Regions from separate parts of the Zea mays genome. Here region 2 is linked to region 1. A link is a contact called in public Hi-C data. All regions are on one chromosome and are shown on one strand. Each heading gives the region's core, a stretch centred on a gene start, on an enhancer-like site or on the middle of the called end of the contact. The rest is flanking DNA. Distances are from core to core; before and after follow the strand shown. Region 1 holds the start of LOC103651301 (two-pore potassium channel 2). Region 2 holds the start of LOC100276465 (Putative clathrin assembly protein).

Region 1 (4,520 bases), core at 1,290-3,789:
GTTGATTGTGTTTCTTTCTGTATACCTAGACATCTTACAATTTGTTATTTCTCCATTTTTTAAGACATTCTGGAGATGAATGCAGTCTTTAGTTGAACCACAGCACACAACTTTCAGATTTGAGTTAAACCGCAACAGATAATGTATTTGAACACTCATGACATGCATGGGTATTAAATACTTCACAAAGCATACGAGGGTCTAAGAGGATATCATCGTGGTATGGGATATTTCTAAGTTACAAATACCAGATTCATAATTTTCCAATTATATCTGCCAGAGGGATCCTTTCACATTTTCCAAACTCTATCTGATCGAACTGGTCAGAGATCATTTTGATGTCTTTCTCATCAATTTTCCCCATCTCTTTGAGCTTGTAGATCACAAAATCTGATTTGCTGTTGCAAAGGAGCAAGCAGATTATTAACGAATGGCCATCGACTACTATATACATTGAATATGACTGACTTTCAAATTAATATAATAAGAAATATACAATATGGGGGCAAAGAAAGTAAATTTAATTTATGGCAGTGAGGAGTTGATGTTCATGTCACGTTCATCACAGTCTTGTAACCTTGACCTGTCTTTCTATTTGTAGAATGTTGGTGTCTCTACTGCAGACATTTTTTAGAAACTAGTACTTTGGGCCTAGTTTCATCAGAAACTCCAAAAGAAAAGTTAGGTTGTACATGTCGCAATGAGGGCATATAGTTTTTTTATCAAGATCCTTTTGTTTACTACTGCATTCAGGATTTTAAACCTATATTTTCAGCGCATAAACTACCTTTACAGTAATTTACTTTTAATTCAAAAAATGATAAATTCAGTGCCTTGTTGTTAAAAGAAATAACATTTTTTGTCTCTTTGTCCTGTAAGGAATTAATAAAGTACATAACTTCAAAAAGACCATGATGTAATCATTGAATTAAATATAGGCATCATGTTATAAGTAAGTTTGTCTGAAAAGTCGCTTCCCTTTCAGGTATTTATTATTTTTTAGAACTTCCTGGTATTAATTGTTAAAAGGCAACTGCAAATCATAAATTTTCATGAAATAATCTTTCATGGAAAACTGTACCATACCTTACAGCAGGATGGTTTTCTAGGTCTCCAACAAGTGGCTCGTTGTCCATTTTCTTCTTGAGGATCCATTTTGTAGTCCGCCGGTTCCTTTTGTCCATCCTTAAGTCTGTTAGGAACAAGAAGGCCTTTGCAACTGCTAAAGTGCTTACCAACAGGCACACAGTGGCAGTGAGTCTTCCTGCTGTTGTTGAGAAGCTTTTGTCTCCATATCCAACCGTTGTAACAGAAATGACTGATAAATAGAAACTATCGATCCAGTTTAGACCCTCAACTTCATGTACTATGATTGTGCAAATTGAGATAGTGCCTGCTACAACCGATAATGCAAGTATTACTTTCATCCTCCCTCTTGACCTTTTCTTCCTAGCATCAATCATGTAGGTGTCAAACACCTTGTTAAGCTTGTTATCGTCCATTGTGCTAAGTAGAACTGTTCTCTGCTTGTCCAGTACATTTGTCAACAGCCCATTTAGCATTAGGTCGATGAAACGAACACCAACTAGTAGGAACAAGCATGTGAACACCTTTGTGAAGGTAGTACAGGGGACTATGTCACCGTACCCTATTGTGCACAAACTAATGATGGTGAAGTAAAGGGCATCCACTAGCTTGAATGTGGATTTCCCCTTGAAGCCTTCAACATTTGTCATGTATACAAGCACCCCTATTGAGATGTATAAGATGACGCTGACAATAGCCCGCCTTGCAATTGATGGCGTATATTGTGCAGCAGCAGCAGCATGGCTTTGGCCACCAAGCTCATCCACACAGTGTGCTTCTTTGCTTGATGTGAATATAGAAGGTGAAGAGTGCACCCGCTGCATATTTGGTGAGGGTACCGTACTGGTAGTTTCATCAGTGGGCGGCAGATGATTGAGAGTACTGAAGTTAGCTTTGAGATAGCTGCTTGGGGAAAAGGAAGTTGCACACCTGCTTGGAACATCACAGGAGCTTCTTCTGTCTTTCTTGGAAATGTACTTTTGGTCACGCTGGACCAAAGGTAACAGAGGCTCGTCCATGGAAGGCATATTGGAGCTTGGATCGCTTAGTTGCAGCTTGTAGTTCTCAGGCTGGATCATCGCTTTATATCCATGGTGGTTCTGCCGAGACCTTGAGGATGGAAGCGTTCAAGCAGGGATGTACACTTCCCTGGCATTTCTGGGATGAATGGGCTGGGTTACATCATATCTTGAAACATATCTTTCTTATTTATTGCGACATTTATATCACGTAGTTTCTAGTATCTTGCATGGTAGCTGATGCAGTAGGCAACTGATGAAAGAGAGAGAACGGTTGACATATTCTTTCTGCTGATGTCTGAAACAGAACCCTAGTTTTATCTTCGCAATCCCTGTGTTTGTGGTGGGATATGGCGTGCACCAGAGACTGTCGACTGAATCACCCTATTTGTTCACTGCCTGTGCATAACTATGTGTTCCTGAATTACACTTCGATGCAGGTAGGTACCCAAGTTGACAATGGCTTACCAGTAGTTGGATCTTGCAAGTTGGTCCCAGTGCCATATTCCGCAGGACTACTCCGCCTAACAACTAGAGGGAATGCGGGGTAACCTTCTTCTCTGGATGGAAGCATTTCGATTTGTTGCTGTGCTGAGATCGCATTGTCGGCTATGGATATACAGTACAGGTCGCACTTACTGAAAGCTTCTGAAGCCGAAAAATCTTGACCGGATGAGCTTGGTTGCCGACCATATCCAGGTCATCCCTCTGCGTGCATTTGCATAGAGAAGGCTGCAGGCCTGCAGCCTAGATATTTCACGAGCACTTCATAATTTTCAATGCCATCCAATGCTTCAAGCTTTCTGACATGAGTGTGCAGATGATGAAAAACTCCAAGATGGGTCTCTGTACCTACTATACAACAAGAAGAATCCATGTACTAAATGAGAATGCGAGATTGTTAATTTGTTATTATATGCTCCTTGATAATTTTTTTCTGGTTCTATTTTGTTTCCTGAACCTTGCATACCGCATGTATTATGTTACTAGAAATAGAACGTCTATCAGCACAGCAGACAGCAGCTCCCTTTCACTGGATTTGATGTCGCCTAAGACTGTCTACAGCAGATCCTGTATATGGACTGCACTGTTTTGCTCGTCTAAGTCTGTCTCCAACAGATTATGGACTGCACTGTTTACAGAATTGCAGTGTTCACAGAATTAAGTTTGAAATAGGAGATAGAATAGGTAAGCTGCTAAGTCTGTCTCCAACAGATTATCGACTGCACTGTTCACAGAATTGCACTGTTCACAGAATTAAGTTTGAAATAAGAGATAGAATAGGTAAGCTGCTGGAGACAGCTTAAACATATGATAAGGGAAGCACATCAGTATTGTCAATCTTCAAACAGGGATTACAATGTGCACACCGAAATTACCATTCGGTTCATATGTCATGTCTGTTTATGCATTCTGTGAGCCGCTAAAGAAACCAGCAACTCCTGGTTGGTTTAAAGAGATTTCCTTATATACAAAGCCGGTTCAAAACCAGCGCCATCGTTCATCCACGTCAGCCAAAAAAATCACATCCACACGATAGTGCATCGACGGACAGGTCTACTTCTCAGTGTGCTTCCGTCGCTACATGCGCCTAGAAACTTCCAGACGTCCAGTAAAGCGTACTCTCTCCCTCCCCCGTCGTTCCTCCCTGGCTCACCCGCGTCCTCACAGCGAGGTCTTCCACCGGCGCCCAGGCCGCCAGGCGCGACCGCCCAGGCCGCCAGCGCCAGGCCCGACCGCTGGCCGCTGCTGCCTGCTGGCTTGGCTGCCGCACGCGGCACGCCCGCCGCCGGCCCGTAAAACCTCGGCAGGAAAGTTGGTGGCTCAAGCGCCCACACGCCTCGTTAGGATCTGCAGGGAGAACATGTGCATCATACCAGCGTCAGCGACTCAGCGTGCCGGTCTGTGCCTGTGCCTGTGGACTGCTGCAGGAAAGCTGGGGTACGGTGCCTTTCCTCATTTTTTCCTAGAACTTTGCCCCTTCCAGATTTTCCTGTGTTATGGGCCTGCATCATTAACCGTACAGCTATAATGACTCGTTCTGATACAACTTGACGAGAAATCATGGCATAAGCAATAAGCATAGCAGACAATCGATCTTGCGATATGCACAATTGTACTTCAGCAGTATCAACTAAAATCACGATAAGCCACAATGTGAACAGTTTTTCTTGGTGCAGTACTAGCCCCTCTTCAATCTCCAGTAAGCAAATCTCTATACTAAAACAATGTTCGTGTCTAGATAGTGGTATCACTGCCTTTCAGTTTTACTGGTTTGTTCAGGGCCGTTACAGTTATTTGATCCAGAACTGCCATCAGCCCCTTGAGATTCATTGTGCTCGTTACTGGTGGATGTGCTAGTTTCAGTCTTGGGATCCACCTGCTCACCACCATTGGTAGACGTTTCTGAAGAAC
Region 2 (4,943 bases), core at 1,754-4,253, 390 kb before region 1:
AAGGACTCAAAACTGTATCATGGGGCCCATTGACCACCCATGGGTAAAGTCACACACAAATCCAACCTATCATTTTATGGGTCAGTTCGGGATGTAGACCCATGGGTGGAATTTGACACTTAGGCCTTGTTTGAGACAAAGGGTAATGGAGGGGATTGAGGGGGCTATAATCCCTCACTATTCAAAATTAAGTAGTAGAGGATTCTAGCCCCCCTCAATTCACTGCATTACCCTTGATCCCAAACAAGCCCTTAAACTCACAACCAACGAGTGTGAAACCTATGGACACCCGTACCCCGTGGGTGTGACTGCCATCCATATTCAAAATTGCTTCCCCCAAAGCTCCCTCTATGGCTCTATATAGGAGGAGAGATAATACTCTCTCATATGGATGAGCACTACCCTCAGCCCATATTTTAATTACGTTGTTTTTTATATAAATTTTGTATGATTTTTAAATTTAAAAACTGATAAAAATATTAAACAAAGTCAAGACGTATATGGAGAGCTGGTCAATATGTTAGGGAGGTGTAGTATAATATAATAAAAATATAGATAGAGGGAGATATATTGAGCTATTGAAGGATGGAGAAAGAGGTACTGGGGAGCTAAGGTTCGAAGAGGCGAGGAGCATAACGGGCCAAGCAGCCATTTAATCGGGACATCATATCCGTAATTCCGTACCACGTACCGAGCCTTTCCGTGACCCAAACACGACCGTGATCGCTCGAGCGCTATAGGAAACAGGCCGTGCTCGCTCGAGCGCTATAGGAAACAGGCCGTGCTCGCTCGTGCTTCGGACCGGGCTAAACATGTGGACTTTGTGCCAGCCCATCTAAATATCTATACCAGGGCATCGTGGCGGTGAGCCGTGAGCGTGACCCTGAGCCCCGCCGCCGGCTGGCGGCTGCCCTCTCCGATTCACTTCTAGCTGCGCTCCTCCATGGTGTTGGTGACTTCGTCGCCGTGGGTTCCACGGCTACCGCCGGAGACATGTGCCGCGCTGCCTGTTCGTGAATATGGCCTGAGCGGCTGAGCCACCGAAACATTCGGTGGGCGGGCGATTCCTGCCTTCCGCCAACCACGCCCGGCGCCACCGTCTGTTTGCTTCTCACATCCAAGTACGGTGGCGCCCAGCTGGCGGCTCCGGGACGCGCCAGCTACCCTCAGCTACCGAAAGGGAAATCTGGCGAAGAATCAACTGAAAAGAATTCGCACAACGAAGTTCCAGAGACCGACGTTCGAGAGACAGGCGAGACGTGCTTGTCAAATACCAGCGCCTCTCGCTTCCCGGCTTCCCGCCGAGCCTTTCTCTTCTTCCTTCCTGAAGAAATCCTTCTCCAACAAGCTAGATGCAGGACCAACGGACCATTCAGGACATCATGACGAGCTGTCTCAAGAGCCCTGACAATTGCAACCAGACCACACCATGCCTGCCTAATTCCGTACGTAGTAAGTTCAACATAGGGGATATACTGATACTACGAACAGACCAATCAGTGTTCAGAATGATACTACGAACAGACCAATCAGTGTTCAGAATCGTCATGCTTACTTACTGCATGCTCAGCCGGGGTGGTAGCCATGCAAAGAAGTTCAAACATGCTGCCAAATAATGGATGGATATTGACAACGATTCCGTCACCTGGTAAGCCGATGCTTCCACTGCAGAGCGAGTAAACTTAGACTCTGTTTGTTTCCATACCCATACTAGATTATATAAATTGGATCATGGCGAAAAAGTACGAGATAAAATACCATTTAAAATCATAAATAAGTTAAAATAATCTAGCTTATTTCAGTTTATTTATAGTATCAAAGTGATATTATACTCTCTTACTTTTTAATATAATCTAACTTATATAATATAAAACTGAAACAAACACGCTCTGATCCTGCAGTATCGCAGTGTATACGTTTGGTCACAGACTCACAGCTCTATCATGACAAGCGTGTCGCTAAAGAGAAGCTCTTCGACGTTGGTCTGAATGCTTCCAGTGTCGAAGCATTGGAAGCGCCTTTTCCAGCCGTCGGAACAAGATAGCGCTGGTAGTAGCGGAGATACAATTGCTTTTCAATGCTCACACGTCTATCATTTGTGTAACACCGAAACTTGAATATGTAGGTTAGAACGGTCTAACGTACGAAACGAACGTAAGACTATAAGCCTCTTAGGGTGGTCGTCGGCAGTGCGTCGTCCGTATGTTAAACTCTTCGACTTGCACAAATCTATTGCGTATTTGAGAAAGATAAAAAAACAAAAGTAGAAATTTAAGTATGTCTAGGAAAAAGTACATATCCTTACAGTCATGAGAAATAGTTGAGCTGCTACCTTTTGCCAGGCTAAGCCCCCAACGAGCCAACTGGTAACTTTGGCTTGGCCTTCGCTTCATACTTGCCATTGCCAAAACCTGGTCCTTATGATTGGAAAGAAGTCGTACTCATGTCAGAACAGGCTTATTTAATTAAGTACAGTCACACACACTCACACTTATTAGTAATGTTGTTACCTTTGGTGGCACGTATCAATTTGCCCTAACCAAGACAACCAGGAAAACAGTTCAGCTACGCCGCCAGCCCCATCTGAGATGAATGAATTCTGCATTGAGATCCAGCACTCTACTAGTCTGAGATCCAGCCGCTCCCAGACGGGCAGTAGGCACCGACATTGCACTAATCTACAGCGTTGGGCACTTGGGCTCGGACCGGAGTTATTATATTGCAAAAGTAGAGAGTACTCCCGTCTCTTTTAAAATAAACGCACGTCTTGTATTTTAAGAAATTAAACTACATTTTTTATAAACTAATATTAATATTTGTAGTTTAAAATAGGTTCAGTAAAATATATTATGTGATTTATTTATAGTGCTTATTTGGGATCATCGATACTATTTTTTATATATTTCATTAAATTTGGAAATTGTGGATTTTTCGAAGTGTAGGAATTTGGAACTGAGGTATACTAATAAACAAGGGTTGCGCGATCAATCATCAGAACCTCCATTGGCGTGGAAGGTGAGGAACGCGCTTCCGTGCGTGCAGGAGGGTCCCCCTATTTGTTGGGGGACGGGAAGGTTGGCAGTTCTCTGTACCGCGCGCTCGCGCCCGAAATTTCACAACACCAAACCCGCAGGGGGGAGAAGCGCAAAGCCACGAGGAGTGCGAGGCGAGGGCCGACACCGGGGACAAGCACGGCGCGGCGGCGGAGGCAGCAATGGCGGCGCTGCAGAGTTGGCGCAAGGCGTACGGCGCGCTTAAGGACACCACCACCGTCAGCCTCGCCAATCTCAACTCCGACTTCAAGGTCCGCCGTCGAATCCTCACTCACCCGCCCGTGCTTTCCCCCGATTTTGCGGGCGCCAAAGCGGTCCAGTTCGTGAGCAGGCGGTCGTGTGCTCGCCGACGGATCTATGGCCGCGCTGCTGCGCCGCACTGGGTTTATTGGTTCTCTTTGGCGTGTTTTTTTTTTGTTTTCTCAGGATCTGGATGTCGCGATCGTGAGGGCCACCAACCACGTGGAGAGCCCGCCCAAGGAGCGCCACCTGCGCAGTGCGTGGATTCCTCCCATGTCCTCCCTTCCCACTTTTTTTTTGCTTAGTTTGATCTTAGGAACTAGCCGGGTCGTCGAGGGCTGTGCTGTGGTTTCTCCAGCATTTTCTCGGTTTGAGTTTGCTGTCTGATGGGTTTGTCGGTGCCGGTGTTGTAGAGATTGTGGCGGCGACGTCCATCGCGAGGCCACAGGCGGACGTCACTTACTGCATCCATGCGCTTGCCCGACGACTCGCCAAAACCAGGAACTGGATCGTAAGCACTGTTGCACTTCGGTTCAGATTATTTGTTTCGTTCAGCGTATCCGATGCTCTGATGGTTGCTTCAGCTGCTAAGTTGGTGCCGATCCTGTAATGGTATGGGTGATCGATGAATCTCAAATGCAATTTCGTTTATTAAAAATGTGATCACGTTGTGGAAATGAATGCAGACTAAATGCTCAATCGTCAAATGCCCAAGTTTCATGCACGGTTAGTGAGGATGCAGTGCTATTGATTTGGGCACCTGAACCTTGGTCATTGCACACTGGAGAGCTCGAGCTCATATGTTCAGTTATATGATAGAATGTTATGTTGTGAGTCTGGAATTGCAATACAAATTAGACCTTTATTCTCTGTGCTTTTGGTGGCTTGAGTGTATATGTACAAGTTAATTTGGATGTGGGAACAACAAAACAAATAGAGACACAACTAAGAATTTTGTTATTTACTGCTGCAATCAAGACATTATACATCCAAGTTGAAATTTCTTTGCATACCATAATAAGCTTGTTTGCAAAAGCACAGTGAAAATTCTACATTTAACACAGTTCTTCACATTTTGTGGTTGCTTTTATTTGAACTTAGAATTGATAATTTAAATTGTGTAGTTCCTTCTTTTCTGTTGATTGTCTGAAGCCGTTTGGCACCCTATAGTGTTATATGTTATGTCCTTGGATTAAAATATTTTTTTAATGGCTAGTTTTTGGTCTTGCCTGAATTGTATGATGGAGTTCAGTTGAGATGGCACAAACTTTGGCTGTTCTGCGCTATTTTTTTTGTTTCCTTACAGTTATACTAGCAGCAACTATCTCAAAATTATTTGGAGTTCTTGGATTCCTATTCAGAAGGTTCTGCTTCGTTTTGTAGGTCTTGATCAACCTTTCATCTTAGTAGCTAACAATGTAGAATATATCGGATCATGGGCCACCCAATCCAACCCCCAAAACCTAACCCAACTAGTGCACCGGGTGGGCTCGGGTCATGATTGTCGAACTGCAACAACCATCAGGTTGGGTGTGGATTGTAATTTTTGAACCACAACAACCAACGGGTCGGGCACGGGCCACCTTTTTTACCTAGAAATTGACCCAACATAGGAAAACCCTACCTAACTTGAAAAATAGCCCAACCCAA

Evidence for each region. Hi-C and Micro-C count contacts between places; a contact is called where the count stands out from the background.
Region 2: a Hi-C map of tassel shows a contact between it and region 1, with 2.8 times the contacts expected there. The contact joins the promoter of LOC100276465 here to the promoter of LOC103651301 in region 1. A contact is called at or near these places in 2 of 25 Hi-C or Micro-C datasets (ear and tassel).

Annotation. Positions count from the first base shown.
Region 1 is chr3:211,319,888-211,324,407 of Zm-B73-REFERENCE-NAM-5.0, reverse strand. It overlaps LOC103651301 (two-pore potassium channel 2), which reads right to left and starts at 2,539. Exons shown (of 2, transcript XM_008676920.2): 1 at 1,087-2,539; 2 at 1-398. The coding sequence starts at 2,165. The coding sequence ends at 254. LOC100274395 reads left to right here. Exons shown (of 5, transcript NM_001148755.1): 5 at 2,546-3,137. LOC109945205 (osteocalcin 2-like) reads right to left here. Exons shown (of 3, transcript XM_035966597.1): 3 at 4,357-4,520. The coding sequence ends at 4,357.
Region 2 is chr3:211,711,727-211,716,669 of Zm-B73-REFERENCE-NAM-5.0, reverse strand. It overlaps LOC100276465 (Putative clathrin assembly protein), which reads left to right and starts at 3,003. Exons shown (of 15, transcript NM_001360693.1): 1 at 3,003-3,304; 2 at 3,480-3,549; 3 at 3,707-3,804. The coding sequence starts at 3,215.